Linked DNA regions of Zea mays: region 1 is linked to region 2. Evidence: chromatin contacts called from public Hi-C data. All regions are on one chromosome and are shown on one strand. The core of a region is the stretch at or near the end of the contact, and the rest is flanking DNA. Distances in the headings are between cores, read along the strand shown. Region 1 has its middle 85 kb from the start of LOC100191612. Region 2 holds the start of LOC100286216 (small nuclear ribonucleoprotein Sm D1).

Region 1 (5,761 bases), core at 576-3,075, 440 kb after region 2:
CAGCCAAGGGCATCCCATACTATCCTTGTGGTAGCACTGTTTTCCCGGGTGGTCGCTCCATGTTCCCATTAACATAATGACCTTAACATGAACATTAATAATAAACTGATAATAAAAGTGTAATCATGAATAATGTATCTCCATACCCAAAACCACATAAAGCAATAGCAAGTACTACCCAAAAAGTTCAGTGGATTCAAGGTACAAAGATAATCAAACTAGGGTAACCTAAAGGATCCCATCAAAATTAACCTATGCAGATCATTATGATTAATAAGAATATGACTGGGTAAAAAGAAGTGATCAAGGACACAACTTGCCTTCAATGAGCTACTGCTCAGCAGTCTCGTCCTGCTGAACCCCCAGATTTTCAGTGGCTGGCTCGTCTACTCGCAACAATACAAACACACATGTTATAGCACAAATTAACATCATACCAAACAACAGAACAGAATGCATAATAATATTCTACGCTGCGTAACGAGATCATAGGAACAAGAACCACTAAATTCGGAGTTACAGTTATTTAGTTATGAATTTCCAAAGTTATTTAGTACCTAGAATGGAATAATTCAAGTGCATAATTTTAATTCAAGTTTCATGATTAAACAGAGCTACTAGTTGATAGACAATATTATTACAAAATAAATGCCACTAGAATGAATTAATTTGGAGCTATGATGGATTAAATATGAATTTCACAAGTCTATTGATTTATTTGTGTACCAAAAATCAATTTCTATAGGTATTTATCCAATTTCTTTGTTCTCTAGGCCGGGAACTAAATATAGAGAACTACGGGGGTTGAACCAAAAGTTTTCCCCAGACTCAGGTTAACCCTAGGACGGACTGCGGGTCGGTTTTCTAAAACCAGGAGGGCTTTTCTGCAAAAAACGCGCAGCGAAGGGGTATCTCTAATTCTCGGTCGTTGGATTATAAGCCGATGGCCAGGCTTTGATCAAAAACATTATAAGCCGGCGCGCTCTGTCGACCATCGGATCCGAGATTGACGGACCCGATTTAATAACACGTGTGGTTATCGCTTCTAACAAGGACCGTTGATCGGCCGATCGACGGTATCAGCTATTAGGTGAATGAGATCAGTTTGCGTCCATCAGATGTAGATCGGACGCTACACAGCGATTTGGCCAAAACGGTATGGGGAATCTAATCCCAGCCGCCCATCTCGCATCAATGGCCCAGGCGTGACCATCCTCACCAGACCCCTGGCAGCGGCGGCGCGCCAGCTCCGGCACGGCGGCGCCATAGCCGCGCAGTTTGACCTTACACGATTCTGCCCTAAACATCGATTCGGTAGGACCAAACATAGAGGAGAATGAGACGAACGTAATAGGCGCTTACTTAGGGTAATCCGAGACGGTGTCGTGTCCGACCACGGAGCTTGGCGGCTCGGCGAAGAATTTCCGCCACGGCGAGCAATTCGCGAGCAATCGAGGCCCATTCATGGAAGAAGATGTCCTGCCAACGACCGCACGATCCTCCCTGACTACTTCCTGGCTCTAATCGACAGCAGGATTCGGTACTCTACGACGAACCAAGCACGGCCGCATTCTCCCTTCTCTCTCCCACGATTCTCTGTGTTTCAAGTGCTCTGATCACTACGACGAGGCGAGGGGGAAGAGGTGGTGGTCATGTAATGGCGAGGTCCAAGCGCTGCAGTCGATGCACCCTGGATTATGGAGGTCGAGGTCTGCCAATTTCGGTCGAATTGGTTGCAGGCGTCTGTGCGGAGTTCGGCGATGCTGTTAGCGGACGACCTGGCGCACCAGGCCCACCTGGCATCGTCACAAAAGAGGAGACCGGTATACGTCCGAAGAGGCCGACGAGTGGGGCACAGTTGACAGTGGCACGCGGGTGTATCAGCTGTGGTCAAGTACTCTTGGGCGCTCGTGGGCCGGGATCGGCTGGTTGGGTTAGAATGGTGGCGGCCGACCCATTTACACAGTTTCCTTTTTATATTCTATTCCAATTTCCTTTCTATGTATTCAAATTCTACTATTTGAATTTCAAACTTGAGTTGTGGATCCATCATAAAGGTTAAGTGCTCAGAATAAACAATTTATCAGTATGAAATAGTATTTTTATTTATATATATTTATTTAGTACTTCCCATATCCTTCATCTCATTTATTTTCTTCTTATTTCCTAAGTAATAAGTTTGATCTAAATTCCAAGTTTGGCACTCACATAACTTCATTAATGTTATACTTATGATTTATAGATGCAACAGCACATAAATTCCACATGGTGCATATTTTATTGAGAAATTATTCAATCTAATTAGGTTTCCTAATGTTCTCATAAATGAAATGACATTACACATGAGGATTATTCTTCTCTTTTATATCCCAAAGTTGGGTATTACAGTGGATTGGTTAAACCAAACGACATGACTGTGAATTCATATAGACCATATCGGGTAGAGAAAGCCGTCTTGGGAATATCAGATGGCCTAATCTTCATTTGATGGTAGCCCGACCTGAGGTCAATCTTGGAAAACACCCTAGCACCTCTCATCTGATCAAATAAGTTATCGATACGAGGTAATGGGTACTTGTTCTTAATGGTGACATCATTAAGTGATCTATAGTCCACACACATCCGTTGTGAACCATCCTTCTTCTGTACAAACAGTACCGATGCTCCCCATGGTGAGGAAGTCGGACGAATGTACCCTGCTTCCTATAACTCCGTTAATTGTTTCTTAAGTTCTTTTAACTCTTCCACTGACATCATATATGGCCTTTTTGAAATGGGGCAGTACCAGGTAAGAGATCAATGACGAACTCAACTTCCCTATCTGGTGGCACTTCGGGTAACTCTTCGGAAAAATACATCTGGAAAGTCTCTAACAACTCGGATGTTTCTACCCACGAATTCTCCATCTACTAAAATATGGCAGGTCTGGTATAGGTGGTTATGGTAATCTCTACTTCAAATCGTTCTCCCTTGGAACTGGTGAGTTCTACGGTTCCCTTATCACAGTGTGTAACTGCCTTTGCTTTCCTCAACTAGGACATCCTGAGAATCAGATCTATATTGCTTTCTTCTAATACTATGGGTGTAGACCAGAATTCCCTTCCCATAATTGTTAGTGTTAATCTGTGTGTCATATAGTTTGCTTCAATAGGTCCCTTAGGTGTAATTACTAGCATAAGCGTTTTCATATTTTGTAGTGGTAATTCATTGGTGGTTGCAAATCGAGCAGAAATAAACAAATGCATAGCTCCAGAATCAAATAATAATGCTGCTGGAATTACATTAATGTAAAACATACTGATAGCGATGTCTGCACCATCAGCAGTGGCCTCAGCACTGACTTGGTTAACCCTGGCAATGTTGAATCCCTTGTCGGGAGTCTGTTGCTTGTTCTGAGCTGGTGCACTGGAATTCTCCACTGGACAAGCATTTGCATAGTGCCCAATCTGACTGCACTTGAAGCATGTAGGGCACATCTTCTGTCATGTAGGCTTCGTCGGGGTGCTAGTGGGGGCAGCCTGACGAGTGTGGGGTGTCTGAAGAGTCCCCTGTGGAGTGTACTAAGTTGGGTGTGGTCCTCCTCCAGGATGAGCTGGTGTACCCTAGGGCGGAACGTAGCATCGGCGAATACTGTTGCTACCCTGCCCCTGGGTAATGGCCTTCCTCTTCATGTCTCCCAGTTGAACACACTTGTGTTCAATAGCTAGAGCTTTATCAAGAAGCCTCTAAAATGATGGGAAGGTATGAGCAACCAATGCATATTGCAGTGGCCCAGTGAGTCCTTCTGTGAAGTGCTCTTGCTTTCTCTCATCATCAGCCACCTCATCAGGAGCATATCTTGATAGCTCAATGAATCTGTCACGGTACTCGCTGACAGACATGTTGCCTTGCTTCAATGACATAAATTCCTTCTTTTTAATCTTCATCAGTCTAGCAGGAATGTGGTAGTTTCTAAACTGTGTGGTGAATTCAGCCCAAGTAATAGTGTTAGCAGCGTCATGGGCAGCAACATAAGAATCCCACCAATCAGCAGCAGGACCAGTCAGACGACCAGAAGCATAGAGAACCTTCTCCCGGTCAGAGCATTGGGCAATGTTTAGCATCTTCTCCACTGACTTCAACCAGTCGTCGGCGTGTAGAGGATCTGGAGAACTGGCGAAGGTAGGCGGCTTGTGGCTCATAAATTCTCGGTGCTTGTCCCGAGGTGGAAGTGGTGGTGGCGGTGGTGGCAATGGGACTTGCAGTTGTCGCCCCATCCTCTCCTGACGCATCTCCTCTCGCATATATTGCCTTTCCTAGCGCATCTCTTGGCATTCCTGCCACATCTTCACATGCATACCTGCCATAATATCAGCCATCTATTGCATCATCTGCATATGTGCTGCAACAACTGGATCATTTCCGGCTGGTGGAGGATTTTGAGGACCCATCTCTACTTGTTGTTGTTTAAGTACCCTCTGGTTGTGTGGATTGGGGGTAGATCATTTCCTCCTCCCTTCCTAGTATTGACCATCTAGGTTAGAAATACATGGTAAGATAGAATTGTAGAATAGATAAGTATTTATGAGGCAGAATCTTTTGGGGTTCTAATAGCTAAGTAGATTAGTGTCTCCTCTACTTATACTAATTATCTTATGGTGGCACATGCTAGAATGTTCTGCTATACTGATTCAATCAATCAAAGAAGCAAATCAAGCATTTACCATAAGAATAAACATCCAATTATTTGAAGTAGAGAAAATAATTTTAATTTTGTCTTGGGTCTCCTATCTCTTTAGGGGGTCATAAATGTAGGATTCCAAAGTGTGAAATCTTCCTTGTCTTAGAATAGAAAAGGTAAGAGTAATCAGAGTAGAACAGTAGAAGGTAAGACAGGTTCAAGAAAAGTATAGAAAGAATCAGAGTAAGGTAATTAGGTAATGGTTTTGTCCAGGTCTATCTAGGTTTCGTCCTATAGTCAACATTTCCTCTGATACCACTTCTGTCACACCCGGATTTAAAGGGTAAAGTCGGGTGCGTCTCATATGTTCGCCAAGGAAGAACACCACATATAATGACAGTGTATAGAGATAAATGTCATAATTATCATAAATGTACTTATTACATAGCGGAAGTCTTACAAAATAAATGTAATAATAAAGTGAACTAAATATTATTTCCCTCGCGCCACAATGCTGACGGGGAGACGCTACCTAGATCAAGTCGTATGCTGCATTGTAGGGCGGCTTCTCTTCAACCACCTGCTCTTCACCTGTGGGGGGGTTTATATATCGCAAGAGTGAGCTCACAAAAGATCATAGCTCAACAAGTTGTGGGGAATAATGTGCACCACTAGCTCTTGAACCAAAGCAGCACTCATGTTTGACTGCGAAGCTAGTACATAAAGCAACAGAGGAGCCCCTAGCAAAGGTGGAGAGAGTGTTGTCAGCTTTATCAGGTAATATTTCAACTCTTCGAAGGCTTGTTGCTGATAATGTCCCCCACTAAAAGACCTCTGCTGATTTTAGGACCTCAAAGAATGGCAAACTTCGTTTTGCAGATCTTGATATGAATCAATTCAGGGAAGCTAGTCTCCCTGCTAGCCTTTGAGCCCCTTTTCTTGATTTTGGTGGCTCCATTTGAAGTATTACTTCAATTTTGTGCGGTTTGCTTCTATTCCCTTTGTTGGCATAAGGCAACCTAGGAAGTTGCCCTTTTTAACTCTGAAGACGCACTTCTCAGGGTTCAATTTCAGGCCTGCCCTTTAGAAATTAGTGAAGGT
Region 2 (5,827 bases), core at 277-2,776:
AAATATCCTGCCTATATGTATTTAGGCAGCTTACCAACCTAGTTAAATGCCATAATAGCATTTCTACACATTTTGTAAGAGACATTCAACAATAGCTCAAGATCAAAATTCAAAATTCACCCTGCTTCAGATTTTTGCATGTTGGCAGGGATTGCCATGTTTAGCTATACCGGTATGGAGTAACCAATGATGCTACCAAAGATGCAAAATCTAAGATTTGTGGAGTTTTGTGCTGGTTTGATCACATCCATTTGTGGAGTTCTTGTAAGGACTGAAATTAGATGGACAATTTTTTTTAATCACCAAAAAATGACAGAAATATTCTCTAATCTTAGGTGTTAATAACAGTGTCATATGGTAAGTTCTAAACAACATGAAAATTACTTAACTATCTGAAGATAGCTGTCCGTATATGTAAACCATAATCGACCGGATAACCTATAAAAGAAACATTACACTGTGACTATTAATGCTACGTAGGATTACTCCAATATATAAAGGACAATGCATATACCCTACCATACTATCTAGAGCAGGCAATGTAGATAAAATGAATTTCTTGAAAATTCAAACATATGATGAGGACTTGAAAATAATTACTATCCTAAATTAAGCCAGTAAACATGAAAGTTGAACCCTAGGGGAAAAAGATGTCTACAAGAAAAGTAAACATGGTCTTTTTTGTTAGGGAAAACATGGTCTGTGAAGCACAAATAAATGTTCAGTCCACCCTCCATTTTCACGATGCCTAACTTAGAAGAAACTCAGAAAACTGTACTAATTTTGGTTTAGGTTGCATCTAGAAATCTTTCATTTCACATTGGACGACAGAAATCGCCTAAAAATTATCCAGTTTAAGCACAACTTTGGTATGCAGGAGCAACATTACCCATTGAAACCAAACATTAGAAACTATAAAAATCACCAACACTTCAAATCAGATTTATAACAGCCAATACTGGCAGCAATGCAAAAATTAAAGTGAATTACCCAAAACGGCAACATGGTGTTGCAAGTCACATGTTATATGGAAGGAATAACTAGAATATATTGCCTTACTATAGATGAATAAAATTCACCATATTTGGACCAAGCGGAAACAGGATGGCAATAAAAGATCATATAGTAGCTCTGTTGGTCACATGTTCCTAGGTTACAGCCAGAAACACAGTATTAAGCTACTTTCTAAGCCCGCACACCTAAAGGTGCCCCGCACCTCTAATTCCCACAGTGGTAAAGTTCGCATGACGTCATACCGGTAATGGTTCCGTGTACGACGGTGCCGTTCTTAAGCTCGATGGTCACCGTTTCGTTGTTCAGCTTCATCAAGAACCTGTAAAAGCGCAATTCCCGCGCCAAAATCCGCACCGATTCGGGCGAAAATTGCACCAAACGAATCAGCAGACTGAAACGAATGGAGGGGGAAAGGGGAGAAACAGGGGGATGCTGGCTTACCTGACGAGCTTCATCTTGGAGGCGCTTGTGGGGAGGTAAAGCTAGGGTTTTTGCGGGGGGAGCTGCTACCTCGAGCTGATTCGGAGCGGGCGAGGAGACATAAAAACCCCTTCTCCCGATTTGCGGCTGTACACTGTAGTCGCGAGATGGGCTAAATGGGCTGTAGCTGGGCCTACGATGGGTCTTCGAAAGGAAAAAGTCTATTTGATATCCCTCAAGTCCGATGGGGAGGTGGAGGATTCGCTTTCGCTGACGCCTGACGGCAACGTGTCGCACCGGCGGCCTTGGCCACTGTCCTCGAGCTCGTCGGCCCGCCCACCTTCAGGTCCAGCGCCTTCACCTTCACCACCGGCTACGGCTAGGCGCGCTCTCAACTTCGAGAGTGCGGACTATGTCGCTGATCGCAGCCGTGAACTCCACCCCAACTTCGACAGGCATGCTTACAACATACTAAAATAATACACCATCTTCACTCTTCAGTAGGCGGTGGCCTTGAGAGCCGAGATCGGATGAGGATTTCCAAATCCTTGTCTCTAGTTCAGTCTCTCTCGTGGGGCTACAGAACCATGGCAGATGAGGAATTCCGGATACTGGGAGATGACCCTTTGTGCAGCAACATGACGATGATCGATCATACCCAGATATAGATACTGAAGTACGGAATTACAAATGATTAGCTTTCCAAAATTCTCTCCATTTGGTTAAACATGAAATTGAGATTTAAAATCAGAGACTCAATTATCTGGAATTGAACTATAACTAGAAACTCTTTCTCTCAATACATAGCATCGCCCTCCGTATTGTGTAGAATTAGGCCGCAAAATTTCAAACTCCAATTCAGTAATATTCAAACAATATAATTAGAATTACATCATTTCAATACCAAATTCAATTTCATGCCTTAAATATTGACATCTAAACGGATCATCAGATTTTTCGTCATGATGTGAAATGCAAATGAAAACAGAAAGCTACTTTTGAATCACTTGTATACATGTCCAGGCGAGCCGGGGCTTGCCGGATGGCTTGAAACCCGACACTGGTTGTGCCCAGCTCGAAACCAGCACGACACATAGCGAACCGAGCCCATGACGGCTTGGCCTGGTCACTGGGCTGTGCCTGGGCTAAGGCGTGGCATGGCAGGCTTCGACACGACCTAGTTTTATTTTTTTCTATTTTTTTCATACAAATACATATCATATGTTTTTGTTGGTTATATGGGTGCGAATAAATGTTTAGAGGTAAAAGGCAACACAATGTAAAATGTTACGGACATTCGTCCCTGAAAGCGTTATCTTCTTCAAAGATAATGATTCCTGGACGAGGGTAAAGGGAGATGATTAACTTCAATCATGAAACAATCCTCCTTCGAGGGTTGTTTATGATCGAAGATTAATGACAGAACAAAAACGTTTCATATTTAATGAATGATAAGCAAATAACGAGGGATGAATCTTTCTTCTTATCATTTAATGATGTTAATAAAACCATACTTCAGACATTACAACGGTAAATGATTACATTTATACCTTCGGCTTTGCTCGAAGGGAAATATAAGGGTGACCTTCAGGAAATGGACAATCAAAAATGTGTCTCAAGCTCTCTTGAATAAGCCTTTCCAATGACCCCATGAACAGTATGGGGTACTGTTCATCTATTTATAGGCCTGGGACATAACCCAAGTGAAATTATAATTGTACCCTCTATCTCTATACATTTGTCTTAACACAAGTATCAAGGATAGAGTTGTCTTTCTACTCTTGAATTGGTTTGTTACGAGACCTTCGGAACTAGCTTGTATCGAAGCTATCATCGCGATGATTGCCGAAGCTTTGTCATATCCCTTGCGTTCCTCATTTCGCTATTTTATCATCGGCATTTAGTGTGTAGCATGTCTGTTAGATGAATCAAAGCAGTTAGTTTTATTCTGAGGACCTTCGGTAGAGAGATACCCCAACAGTAGCCCTTCGCGGTGCTAGATCATTTTTTAATAACGAGCTCGATCCGTGAAACATACAAAGGCCTCTGAATGCCGAAGGTCTGAAAAAAATCTTCTCTGAGCTTGTTATTAAAAAATGAATAAAAAAGTGACTGGCGCGGTGGTTCGCCTTCTCCGCCTGCAAGGCTATATAAACAAATTGGTTGGCGTTAGGTTTTTACAACATTCATTGCACTTGCATCGTTGTGCTGCCAAAAAAATTTACTATAGCCGAAGGTGTTTTCATTCTTCTCAGTTTTTGACTGTGCTTCGCCTTTAGTGCCAAAAAATCTCAGTTTAGCTTCGACTCAAAGCTGCAATGGCTAGAATTAGACCATTGCTAGGTTGATGAATGAAGGCGGGGAAATAGATACAGCCGATACGACTCCTATTCCAGAAATTATGAAGGATTCTGATATGATTGGCTAAAGGGAAGAGAAGGACACTCCAGAGAAGAACGTTTCTGATGCCGAAGGTAATACCGATGGAGATGATGCCGAAGATGATGCCGATATCTTAAGTCCAAGCAGACCCAGTCACATTGAATTTTGCAGATCCACCGTGAAATCTGATGATTTGGTTTTAATGAAGAAGCTTGGTTATGTTGGAAAGAACGATGATGACTTGGTGAGATTCGCAGGTGACGAAATTATTCCAGAGCCGAAGGATGATGAGGTAGTGGTGTTCAAGAGCTTCTTCCGTGCAGGGCTTCGATTCCCATTGTACGAGATGATTACTGAAGTATAAAAAAGGTTTGAAATATATCTTCATCAGCTGACGCCAAATGCGATAGAGAGACTTAGCATCTACATTTGCGCTCTCTCAAGCCAGGGCATGAGCGCAAATGTTGAAGGCTTCTACTGAGTCCACGAGCTGCATTATCAAACAAAGGCTAGGGCAGATGGGCTTCACAAGGACTTTGGTTGTTACAACTTTGCATACCGGAAAGGTACCAAGGCTCCTTTGATCGTATATCGTACAAAATGGCATACTGGCTGGACGAGCGAATGGTTCTATATGAAGGATGAAAGCAAAGGGAGGGAGAAGGTCAAGAACATGGTGATGAGTCCTATGAGGCTAAGCTTCAGCATGACGAGACCTTTATGTTTTATGAAGATAGGCTCCCCATGCCAACTGGCCGAAGTTCACTTTAGAGTTGTGGCAGAGCAGACCAGCACTTGAGATTTGGTCCAAGAATATTTAGTCAATAGGGTTTTCCCAACACTAAGTGGGTGGGGAATGCCGAAGCTTAAAGGCGAAGGAAACAAGTTTGAACTTGTGAGACTACCATACCACTTTAAATACCAAGATACCTTCAGCGGCCCCTGTGCCGAGTGGCTAGAAATGATTGAAACAATGTGCAACAAAATTATTAGTAATTATACAAAGAAAGAAGACCAACTGATGACTTCCGCCTCCGGCACCCGGGAGAAACGAAGGTTGAATCGAGTTATGGACGCATTGGGCTTTTAGTACCTAGATTATGAAAAATTTGAAGAAGAAGCTGGTGGGATGAAGAGGAAAAGGGTTGTTAGCATCTTGAAACGACAGGCCATGAGGTTCATTCAAGAAGATAAGAAAAGGACACTTTCAAAGAAACAAAAGGTTTCTGGTGAAGCTAAAACTTCTAAGTCGGGGCCAAAATCAGCGGCCCTTAAAAATGAAAATCTTTAGAAGTGAACCGTACTGAAAAGAAGATGTCTGCTCCCTCAGAGCAGGTCCCTGAAACCCCTTCAGCGTCTTCTATTGGCGTCACAGAGATCTTGGAGGTAATGACTCGACCCTTCCCCTTTGTTATGCTAAGCCCACTGGGATCAGACCTGACTAGTTTGTTATAGCCAAGGAGAAAAATTCTAAGAAAGATGCCGAAGGAGGAACTAGAAAAGATCCTTCGGAGGCTGGGGTGGAAGAAACTGTTCAGAAAAAACGGCGTATGATGGTTGTCATGCGGGCTGTGCACAGAACTCCCCCGTCGGGAGCAAAGAAAAAGACTGCTCCTTCCAAGGTTGATGAAGTTGCCGAAACAGCACACAAAGCTGAAAATAGCGGAGGCCCGCTCGAGACCACCCTATTAGAGATTGATAGGATTATAGATGGTGTGGTGCCCGAGAAGGAGACTAACGAAGTGGTTGCTACCGAAATTTCATCTTTGAGGATGAAGAATGTTGAGGAAGCTTCTTCAGAGCGCAGGACCTTCAACTTAAGGCACTTGGGTGCCATCAACTTTCTGAAGAAGATATGTCTGAACTAAGAGAATTTGCTATAGCAGGCGGCTACCAGCCTAGATCTATCATCTTCGGCAGCATGGACGAAGAGTGTCGGGGACCATAATTAGGGGTACCCTCAAGACTCCTAATTCTCAGCTGGTAACCCCCATCAGCACAAAGCTGCAAA

What was found. A called contact is a pair of places that touch in the nucleus more often than the background predicts.
Region 1: a Hi-C map of ear shows a contact between it and region 2, with 4 times the contacts expected there. The contact joins the enhancer-like site here to the promoter of LOC100286216 in region 2. A contact is called at or near these places in 4 of 25 Hi-C or Micro-C datasets (ear, endosperm, leaf and 1 more).

The regions. Positions count from the first base shown.
Region 1 is chr4:133,092,381-133,098,141 of Zm-B73-REFERENCE-NAM-5.0, forward strand. No RefSeq gene overlaps it. Among protein-coding and RNA genes, the nearest start is that of LOC100191612, 85 kb to the right of the region's middle. Within about 2 kb of position 1,826, at least 16 of the 20 cell types and tissues checked have an H3K27ac peak or open chromatin away from gene starts, as enhancers often do. A contact at or near this core is called in ear, leaf and tassel, where this site is marked.
Region 2 is chr4:132,650,698-132,656,524 of Zm-B73-REFERENCE-NAM-5.0, forward strand. It overlaps LOC100286216 (small nuclear ribonucleoprotein Sm D1), which reads right to left and starts at 1,527. Exons shown (of 5, transcript NM_001159104.2): 1 at 1,456-1,527; 2 at 1,257-1,333; 3 at 390-438. The coding sequence starts at 423.